2 separate regions of the Mus musculus genome follow, and region 2 is linked to region 1. A link is a contact called in public Micro-C data. All regions are on one chromosome and are shown on one strand. Each heading gives the region's core, a stretch centred on a gene start, on an enhancer-like site or on the middle of the called end of the contact. The rest is flanking DNA. Distances are from core to core; before and after follow the strand shown.

What was found. A called contact is a pair of places that touch in the nucleus more often than the background predicts.
Region 2: a Micro-C map of trophoblast stem cells shows a contact between it and region 1, with 3 times the contacts expected there. The contact joins the enhancer-like site here to the promoter of Vstm2b in region 1. A contact is called at or near these places in 3 of 39 promoter capture datasets (3T3-L1-derived adipocytes, the HPC-7 cell line and hippocampal neurons), 1 of 484 Hi-C or Micro-C datasets (trophoblast stem cells), 1 of 115 datasets of contacts at active chromatin or transcription factors (embryonic stem cells) and 3 of 9 other capture datasets (adipose tissue, liver and pancreatic islet).

Annotation. Positions count from the first base shown.
Region 1 is chr7:40,896,495-40,901,116 of GRCm38.p6, forward strand. Vstm2b (V-set and transmembrane domain containing 2B) reads left to right here and starts at 2,784. Exons shown (of 5, transcript NM_021387.3): 1 at 2,784-2,955; 2 at 3,510-3,694. The coding sequence starts at 2,874. It overlaps A230077H06Rik (RIKEN cDNA A230077H06 gene), which reads right to left and starts at 1,830. Exons shown (of 5, transcript NR_040329.1): 1 at 1,705-1,830.
Region 2 is chr7:40,938,453-40,943,074 of GRCm38.p6, forward strand. No RefSeq gene overlaps it. Among named protein-coding and RNA genes, the nearest start is that of Vstm2b, 41 kb to the left of the region's middle. Within about 2 kb of position 1,844, at least 5 of the 459 cell types and tissues checked have an H3K27ac peak or open chromatin away from gene starts, as enhancers often do. A contact at or near this core is called in trophoblast stem cells, where this site is marked.

The DNA of each region.
Region 1 (4,622 bases), core at 1,534-4,033:
GAGGGAGCTCCAGACTGCAGAGTTAAACATCAGTTAGAGGTAGGTGAGCCTAGCTAAGAAAGTGTCCTCCTTACAAAAATCAGAGCATGAATATTAGGAAGAGGTATATCTTAGCCAGATAGCGTAGCTGATGCAAAGGCCCTAGGGTGGGCCTAGTGTGTTGCACTGCAGGAGGGAGGATCTTGTCCAGAGAGGAGCCAGGGGAAGGATAGAAGGGAGGGAAAGGTAAAGATGAAGAAGGCAATCAGTTGACCTTGGGAGTCCCCTGGTATTTGTACTGACTGGAGCGGGAGCCACTGTAGGCTTCTGAGTAGGAGAGGGTGGTCTTATAGGTTTGATAAGGACCTCTTAGCTGTCATGTTGAGAACTGATGCATAGAAAGTGTGCACCCAGTGTCTGCTATGTGACACGCACACGATGTCAAGCAGCTATTACTATTATTCTACTACGACAGTAACACCAACGTATGACACAGGCAAAAAAATCCCCACCAGACAGAACGGGTGGAAAGAATCCACAGACCTTCAGAGTGACCAAAGCGTACCTCCCTGTAGCTGCTGGCATCCCTCCAGCAAGCCTGGTCACTGGCCATCAGTCCTTGATTGAATCTGGTACTGGGAGAGAAACTCACTGCCTCTCCAAACAAGCCAATGCACAGTGGGATAGCTCATGTCATCATATCCCTGCTTGGAATCAATTCTCCAACTGCTCCCTTAGAAACCTGCCATGGTCCTCCTGTGTAGCACGATGCAAGTCTGCCCCCTCCCTTCAAAAGCTGAGGACGGCAAGAGACCTGCAAGGTCTTGCATTCACAGACCTATGGTGGTTTCTAAAGAGTGGTGGAATGTTCAGGGGGAGGCAGGCCAAAGTATGTATACATATATGTAGAGGGAACAGGCAATGGGGACCCTGAATGAAAGGTCTACAAGGCTTTCTGCTCACAGAGCATCAGCGAGTGACCACAGGGTGAAAATGACCCATTGGCCACATAAGGAAGAGGAGGGGCAGAAGAATGCAGTGCCCGTGGTCCTCACTGGTGAGGGGAAAGCTTACAAAGAGCTACCAGCTTCTTCTCTGGAACTGTGTTCCTGTTGTCTTAGACAAGGGTGGCCACTGGGAAATTATTTCCTTTTTGGTCTTCTGTCTTCACTAACCAGTAGCTCATTGTCAGAGATACTTGGAGAGCTCTAGCATTCAGGGGAAGTTCACTGGGATGTGCCTCCATAAGTTAAGATAAAGCCAAGTAATGAGACCAGACCAGACCACTAGCTGGGGGATCCCTTGAGGAAGAGAGAGACCCAAGGAGAGCTCTATGGCTCTCCCAAGCCCTTGTGCCTGGACTGAACTATCTCATCCACCCACACACCCCTTAGGAAGGCAGACTGAACTCTCTAGGTGGCTAAAAGATATGACCCATTCTAGGTGAAGGCCAGGGAAGGTTCAGGGATACAGAAGATGCAAGCGTGGAGGATGGGCTCTGGAACGTGTACTCCACCTCTGCCTGCTTCCACCCGGGGGCTGGAGGATCCCCTTTGCTTTGGGTACAGAGTGGGAAATGGCCAGGAAGAGCTTGCTTGCAAGGACACAGGGACTAGCCCTCTCTCTGGGCAGGAAGACGGTCCCCACCCAGAAACCTCCTGAGCCCTGAGTCGTGCCCGGCGCTCCCCATTTCACCCCACCCGCACCACCTCTGCTGTCACTCACGGCCACTGCCTGCTGGCTCCCTGGTGCGCTCCGCGCCACAGGCACCTGCTCGCCCGGCGCTGGACGCTCAGTTCTTGTTCCCACACTGCGGACTCCTAGTCTTCACTGTCACTTGGTCTTGCTGCTGGCCGGACATAGCACTCCTCCCTTCTTGCATTCCCCTGGAGCCCACCCACCCGCCATGGCCCGGGTCTGGGCCAAAGAGTGGCGTGGCTCGTGGTCCAAACCTGGGTAAGGAGTTGGAGACACTGGGGGCTGCGGAGAGGGTGGGGGACACACAGAAAGCAGGGTGGAGCAGCTGTCTCCAGAGATGGACACTGGGAAGAAGCCAGGAGTTTGGGTGGGAGGACCCCCTAAGCAAAGCAGACGCGGGGTGGGGTTGCGCTGCAGCTAGAGAGATGGTGGTCGCTACGAATGACCCCGCGGCGGGGGCGGGAGGTGGGGGACGACGGGGTAGGGGCGGGGCGGACTCCGAGAGGAGGGCGGGGGTGATGCTGTGGAGGAGGCTGCTCGCCACCCAGCCACTGACCGCCCCCTCCATTCCTCTCCCCTCCCCCCTTTCCCCGCCTCTCTCGGGCTGCGGGTCGGCCACGCTGGACCCGCTCTCCCCGCGCTGCGCTACGGTCGGACGCCAGGTCTGCACGCCGCGGCTGAGCGCCCACTCGCCTTGAAGAGTGAGCGGTGGAGAAACCAGCGGGGGCGGCGGCGGGAGAGCTCCCCGGGAGTCGGAGGAGGTGGCAGTCGGGAGCCCAGCCAGAAGGAGACCAGGAGGCAGACGTTGGTGCCTTACAGGCACTCACTCCCTTCTCCAAGGATGGATCCTGGCGCAGTCCGGCAGTTTCCTGGCCCGCCCGCCAGAGTCTGAACTGCGGATCCCTATTCTCCTGTGGAGCACCGGACTGAAGGAGGTACAGACCGAAGGATCCTCCTGGAGGGACCTCGTCTCCTGCGTCCCCCGCGTAGCGCCCCCCGCCGGAGCCGCGCCGGGCCAGCCGGCAAGGAAGCTGGGCTGATTGGCGGCCGCCGGCGGCCAGGGGAGGGGGCGCCGTGCGGGGCCATGGCAGGCTCCGAGGCGTCCTAGCCGGAGCTCGAGCCGGAGCCGAGCCCAAGCTGCCGCCGCCGCCGCCTCTCCGCGCCGGGCCCCCGCCGCCGCCGCAACCCTGCGGGAGATGGAACAGCGGAACCGGCTCGGCGCCCTCGGATACCTGCTACCTCTGCTACTGCACAGCCTGCTGCTCTTCGTGGCCGACGGTGAGCGCGGGAACTTCGCGGCCGCGATGGGCTCAGGGGACCCTTTGCTAAGGCCACGGAAGTCTGCCCGCTGGCCACCGCGGAGGAGGAAAGGAAGCGGCAGGCTTTACGGTCTCCAGCAATTCGGGTGTGCAACCCAGGCTGGGAGTGGGTAGGAGCACGAGCGCAGAAGAGGGTCTCTGCAGCTGTGGCGTCCGCTTAGGGAGTCCTTTCACCCAGTCCCCGCTAAGCAGAGGAGGCCTGCAGCAAGCCAGAGTTGGCGCTTCCCAGCCCAGCTCCAGTGATACGGCCCTACCTCCCCTAAACCCTGCACGACCTGGAGGGGAGTAGCCTGCAGCAAGTGGCGGACCCCCGCTGCCACCTTTGCAGCTGCTCCCTGAACTTTGCTGGAGCCTCTCGCCCAGGGTCACTTAGTAGCTGGGGACAGGAGTGTGGGTGAGCCCAAGGCCCGGTAGCAGGAGACCGACCGCCTCAGCCTCGGGTAGCCCCAAGCTCTCCCAACCCTACCCCCACCTCGCCTATCCCCTGGTCACGCCTCTCTCTCCCGCCCCCAGCTACATTCACCGAAGTCCCCAAAGATGTAACCGTGCGAGAGGGTGACGATATCGAAATGCCCTGCGCGTTCCGGGCCAGCGGAGCCACCTCTTACTCGCTGGAGATTCAGTGGTGGTACCTCAAGGAGCCTCCCCGGGAGCTGTTACACGAGCTGGCGCTCAGCGTGCCGGGCGCCCGGAGCAAGGTAATCCGCTGCCCTTCGCTGCACCCGTGCTTACCCGACTTCTTCCAGTGGAAGTGAGGGGTACCTCCACAGGGCGCTGCCCTGTCGCTCAGCCACCTCCCGTCCTCTGTATCTCCACAGTATTGACAAAGTAAACGGATGTCCCCGGATGCTATAGGTTCTTTATCACTCTTTCCCCTTCTCGCCCAGCCCCTGAAAACCTACACACACCTGGCCCAATTTTCCTGCTCATGCAAGCTAGCTTTGGGACTATACTCTGATGGGTGCTAGCGTGAGAAAAAAAGCAGATCACTTGATTCTGGCAGGCTCTCTTCTGCCACTCTGGGGTCCCAGGGCCAAGGAGTTCAGCTCCTTCAGATTGTGTTTATGTGGTAGAGAAGAGGGTACTAGAGCATGGTAGCCAGCAGGTCACTCACCTCTAGCTTCCATAGGGTCTGAGAAACAGCTCCACCCTCAGTGGCTGGAATACTTTACAACCTGCCCCATAGCTCACACCATCATTTACACACCCACCTACCTACAGTGTCCCCAGAATCCCACTCAGTGTTCCTGTTCTCATCCTCCTCTGGCACGTATCCACATACCAGACTGTCAAGGCCTTCATGATGTTGGACCTTCCATCCAGTGTTCGGTTCCAAGTGGAGAATTTAGAGGAAATGATGAGGTCCCCTTGGCTGTCCAGCATCCCCACTCTCCCAAGCAGACAGGTGTGTATGGGGCAGCCACTCCTCAGCCAAATGGTTTTAGCCAGGAAACCTACTTTTCTCTTGGCGCACTGCAGGAATCCTAATGTATTTGGTACCCTTCGCCATGCCACACCTCAGGCATGTCAAACCCCAGCTCACCTGCAGAAAGTATCCTTGTCAAAGACAGGTCAGAGGTTTCCGTGCACAAAAATGTCAACAGCTTAATTTCATAATCAATCAAT
Region 2 (4,622 bases), core at 594-3,093, 41 kb after region 1:
TCTTTTAACAGAAATCTTTCACAACAGATTTTAAGTAAGACCTGAATTCTTAAAGAGAACCATGTAGACACACAGGCACACACGCACACAATGATTTGCAAATCTATATATCAAGGTGTTAAAAATTTTTTCTTGGACTGGTGTATTGGTTAATGATAGAACAGGTGCCTAGTATAGACAATTCTCTGGCTTCCAAGCCCAGCACTTCAAAGAAAAATAAAAAGGTATGTTTTTCTGGTAGATGGAATCATATGCCTGATTGAGGGTCACCTATTCTGTAAAAAGATTTTTTATTTCTGTAATAAGATCAACACAATAAAATTAATTTAAAAATACATTTTCACATACTCCAACTATAATCTGTAAAGATACCTCTCTCCACCTGCTGTCACAAGCACGTTTACTCCATGGAAGACACTTTCTAGAAACATCACTTTCAATCTCACCTCCTGGATGGCTCAGTGTGGCAACCAGCAGATTTTGTAAGTGGAAAGGCTGAGGCATTATCTGTGTTGGGTGATCATTTACCATATTGTATATTCAAAATCTTGCCCAAGAACGACAGGGATAGCAGCCACGAGGGACATAGGCATACAAGGCCATGGAGAGCTAGGGCAGAGTGACATGCATTCGTCTATCACACAGATTATGACTTCCTGAACAGGAGACACTGCTGACTATGAGCCAAGCCTCCTCCCTCAATTCCACGATGAAGGAAGCCGAGGAATAAACAGTTAACTAGAATTCAAGTTGAACTACAGCAAACATAGTTAACGAGTTTAGAATGGAATTCAGGAGAATTAGTTTACTGTGATGGGGTCCCTGGGGAGCATGGACAGCAGTGCTTGCCCAGACTGAGCAAAAGTGTTGTTTGAGATGATGAGCCATCACAAGCCTCCTGCCTCTCCCTGTTTGGAGAGTTCTGTTAGACACACAGGCAGTCAGCCTTCCCTACAAGCAACACTTGGGCAAAACCCAATGATATTTTTTTTTTCACAAGTGTTTGTCACCAGAAGTGGAAGCCTTTCTGAGGTGTCTAGAAATATGGAGACAAAGCCCAGAAAATCTTGGGTTGTCTGAGCCAAAGGCAGACTGTGTAGGAGTCTCAGAACCAGATCAAGAACATGAATAAACTGCTGGACAAGAGATGCGACATGCAGCATATGCCCAGTGGAGTCAGCCAAGAGAGTTGTATGCACTGAGTGTTTCCAGCATCCTGGGAAAGACAGTGTCATGTGAACCACAGGCTAACTGTCATGGTAGAGACAGATGGGTGGGTAAGGAGGGCATGCCACAACAGAAGCAACAAGAAAAACTCTGAAACAAACGCCAGCTTTTCTCCCTGCCAGAGCCAGGCTGTTCTGTGCACAGGCACCCATGGGAGACAACTGAACAAGGCAGCTGTGTGGAGATACTACAAGGAAACAGAGCAATCCAGGTCTCAATCTTTGTTGATTGTGTGGAAAACTAGAATGAGTCAAGTAAATGAGATATTTCCCATTTCCTTTTAAATTTTATGAGTCAGGGACAAGGAAAATGATTTATCCAGTAGGAAGTATTTTTAGCAATTGGTTTTACTTTATTAAGCAGATGCAAGGTGACTGAATGCTACAGTAACACTTGCTATAGATTACAAACCATTGAATGAAATCCATAAAACCATGAGCAAGTCAGGAGACTTTGTCCTGGCTTGTTTCTAAGCTGTCTAGTCAATGACAATGAAAGAAAAGCAGAGACACCACGTGTGTCTGATTAATCTTTCTTTTGCACAGGAGCTGTCTAGTCTTATTCTCTTGAATAAAAGGGACAGCTAGGTGTGGTGCCAAATGCCTCTAGTTCCAGCATCCAGGAGCCTGAGGCAGGAGGATTGCTATAAGTTCAAGTATAGCATGAGCTACATATACATAGCAAGGTCAAACCTCAGAAAAATAAACAAAACACAAATCAAGGAAAAAGATTCAATGGAGAAATTCAGATGGAAGGTCATATGCAAATTACCTTGTGATAAGGTCTCACCCCTTCAGGGCATCCACAAAATTCCTGCAGTCTACATGATCCCATGACCAAATGGTAGGTAGAGACTAGTTCTTGAGATGTGCTACAACTGTAGTAGATGCTTCTTGTTACACGTATGACATCCTCTCAGGCATTTACAACTGTAGTCTTGTTGGGATGGAAGCTTCTAGAGCACTGAGCAAGGCTCCTGTGCAAAAGAAAGATTAATCAGACACACTTGGTGTCTCTGCTTTTCTTTCCAAGGTCTCCTTTAAGCCCCATGCCCCATCAGCCACAGAGAGGGACACACAGAAGTAAGAATGGTGCCTTGGAGCTTCCTTGTATTCTTATTTTCAGTGTGCAACTAAGCCCCCACCTCAGCATCCCACAAGAGTGAGCTTGACAATACATCTATTAGCTCTTCTTTTTCTAAGATAATGTTCTCTGCTCTTTTGGAATTACCCACAAGAAAATCCTGGTTCTAGAACAAGGATCTTTGCAGGGTTTAGTGTCTTGCCACCCTTCTTCTTTCACTATGACACAAAGTTGGTGTTTTCTTGAGTAATTATTATGATATCATTTTCTGCAGCTAAGTAAGAAGTGGGCCCACAATGAGGAAGTGTGAGCATACCCCTACTTTCTCCATCTGAGAGATGTTACCAGGTGCTGCTAGAGTTCACACTAATGAACGAAACAGCTTCTAAACACGCCCTGGTAAAGACGACCTCATCTACCAGACTGTCCTTCTCTAAGGCCCTGACTGTGGCTTCTTCAGTCTGACTCACTCAGCTCCCTTAGGGTTACTTCCATGAACTCCTGATTATGATTCTATTAGCAGATATTCTCCCCTGCTCAGGATAGTCAAAATCAGGCTCTGTACATGTACCGTGGACCCCAGCCAACAGCTGAGTGTTATCCTGGTCTTTATCAGGACAGCAGCAGCTTCATGATAGCCAAGGGTGAAATTTCATTTGTCATAGGATGGGGTGGTAGCCAGAGAGAAATTCTGACTGCCTTCTAGGATCTGAGTGTTTAAGAACCTTCCAAATTTCAGATGTGAAATCCTACCTCTTCAGGTGATGGTTATAATGGAGTCCCTATGGGGTGAATAGACCAGGAGAGAGCTCTTTTTAAGATTTTCACCCCTGTAGAAGTGGTGTGTGTGTGTGTGTGTGTGTGTGTGTGTGTGTGTGTGAGTGTGAGAGAGAGAGAGAGAGAGAGAGAGAGAGGCTTCTTGTTCTATGTGATGATACTACTGTTGAGTCGATAAGAGGTTCACCAGAAAGTAAATCTTCCACTGCCTTTTTCTTACACCTTCCAGCCACTAGAAGGTGAGGAGTCAGTTACTGTCTGTAAGCCTGTTAGACTCGATGGATGTTCTCAAGAGCAATCACTAGCTTAACTGTTCAGGTAGACTAAAACAACTGCACTACATTTTCTAAGATATGTTTTGGGGATGGGGGAGCTAGAGTGATGGCTCTGAAGTTATGAACGCTTACTGGTCTTACAAAGGGACCTGAGTTAAGTTCCCAGCACATATCTTAGTAGTACCTGTATGTCCATATCTAGGGGATCTGACACCTCTGGACTCCTTAGATACTCACTCTCATAGGCACGTACCCACATGGATGCACATACGTGATTAAAAAACTGAAATGATTCTTTAAAAAGACTTTTTTTAAAACAATTTTTATTACATTCATTTGCCAGGAGTTACATACCATAAGTATTTGGAGGTCAGAGAACAGCTTGTGGTTATTCATTCACTACCAAGTGAGTCCCAGGGACAGGTCATCAGACTTGGTGGTAGGTATCTATTTTTTGTTTTTTTGAGAAAGATTTTTTTATTAGATATTTTTCTTTATATACATTTCAAATGCTATCCCGAAAGTTCCCTATAACTCCCCCCCCCCTCGCCCTGCTCCTTCACCCACCCACTCCTGCTTCTTGGCCCTGGCATTCCCCTGTACTGGGGCATATAAAGTTTGCAATGGTGGTAGGTATCTTAACCCATTGAGCCATCTTGTTTGCCCACTGCTAAACCACATCCTTTCTCTGTGTCCGTTGGTTCAGTTTTTTTCAGGGCTTTGCAGGCCAGGTCTTATAATCCAGACAAAAGCAAGCATGTTTTTGTACCTCTGTCTTTCCCTCTCTCCACTACTGTCTTCCTGTCTTTTCCCCTCCTTTCCTCTTTTTCTCCTTTTTTCCCTTGCTAATCCACTTTACCATTACAAAGGCACCAGCTCCATCTACTGGTAGTCATAAGGAAATCCAGTGATGCCCACTTGGCCTGAAAGATGCTGTAATGTGCACCCACCCTAGCAGTCCTTCAGGAAGATGGCAGTGAGATGTGCTTCCCATGGTTAGCCCAGGAACTTGCATCTCTGACAGACTCTCAGGAGGTCCTAATGTAGCCATGCAGATGCTCAGCTGCCAAGATCCACTAATAAGGACATGCTTAGGCCCTGTTCAGGCTTCCTGGGTAGGCTACCCACCCCTCCTCAAGCCCATCAAGAGAGCCTATTTGCTTAACAGCAAAGATTAAAAGGAAGACTTTGTTCTGAGGAGATGTGATAAGGAGTGAGTTGTCAATGACATTTTGATGAGGCTTTTTTTTTTTTTTTTTT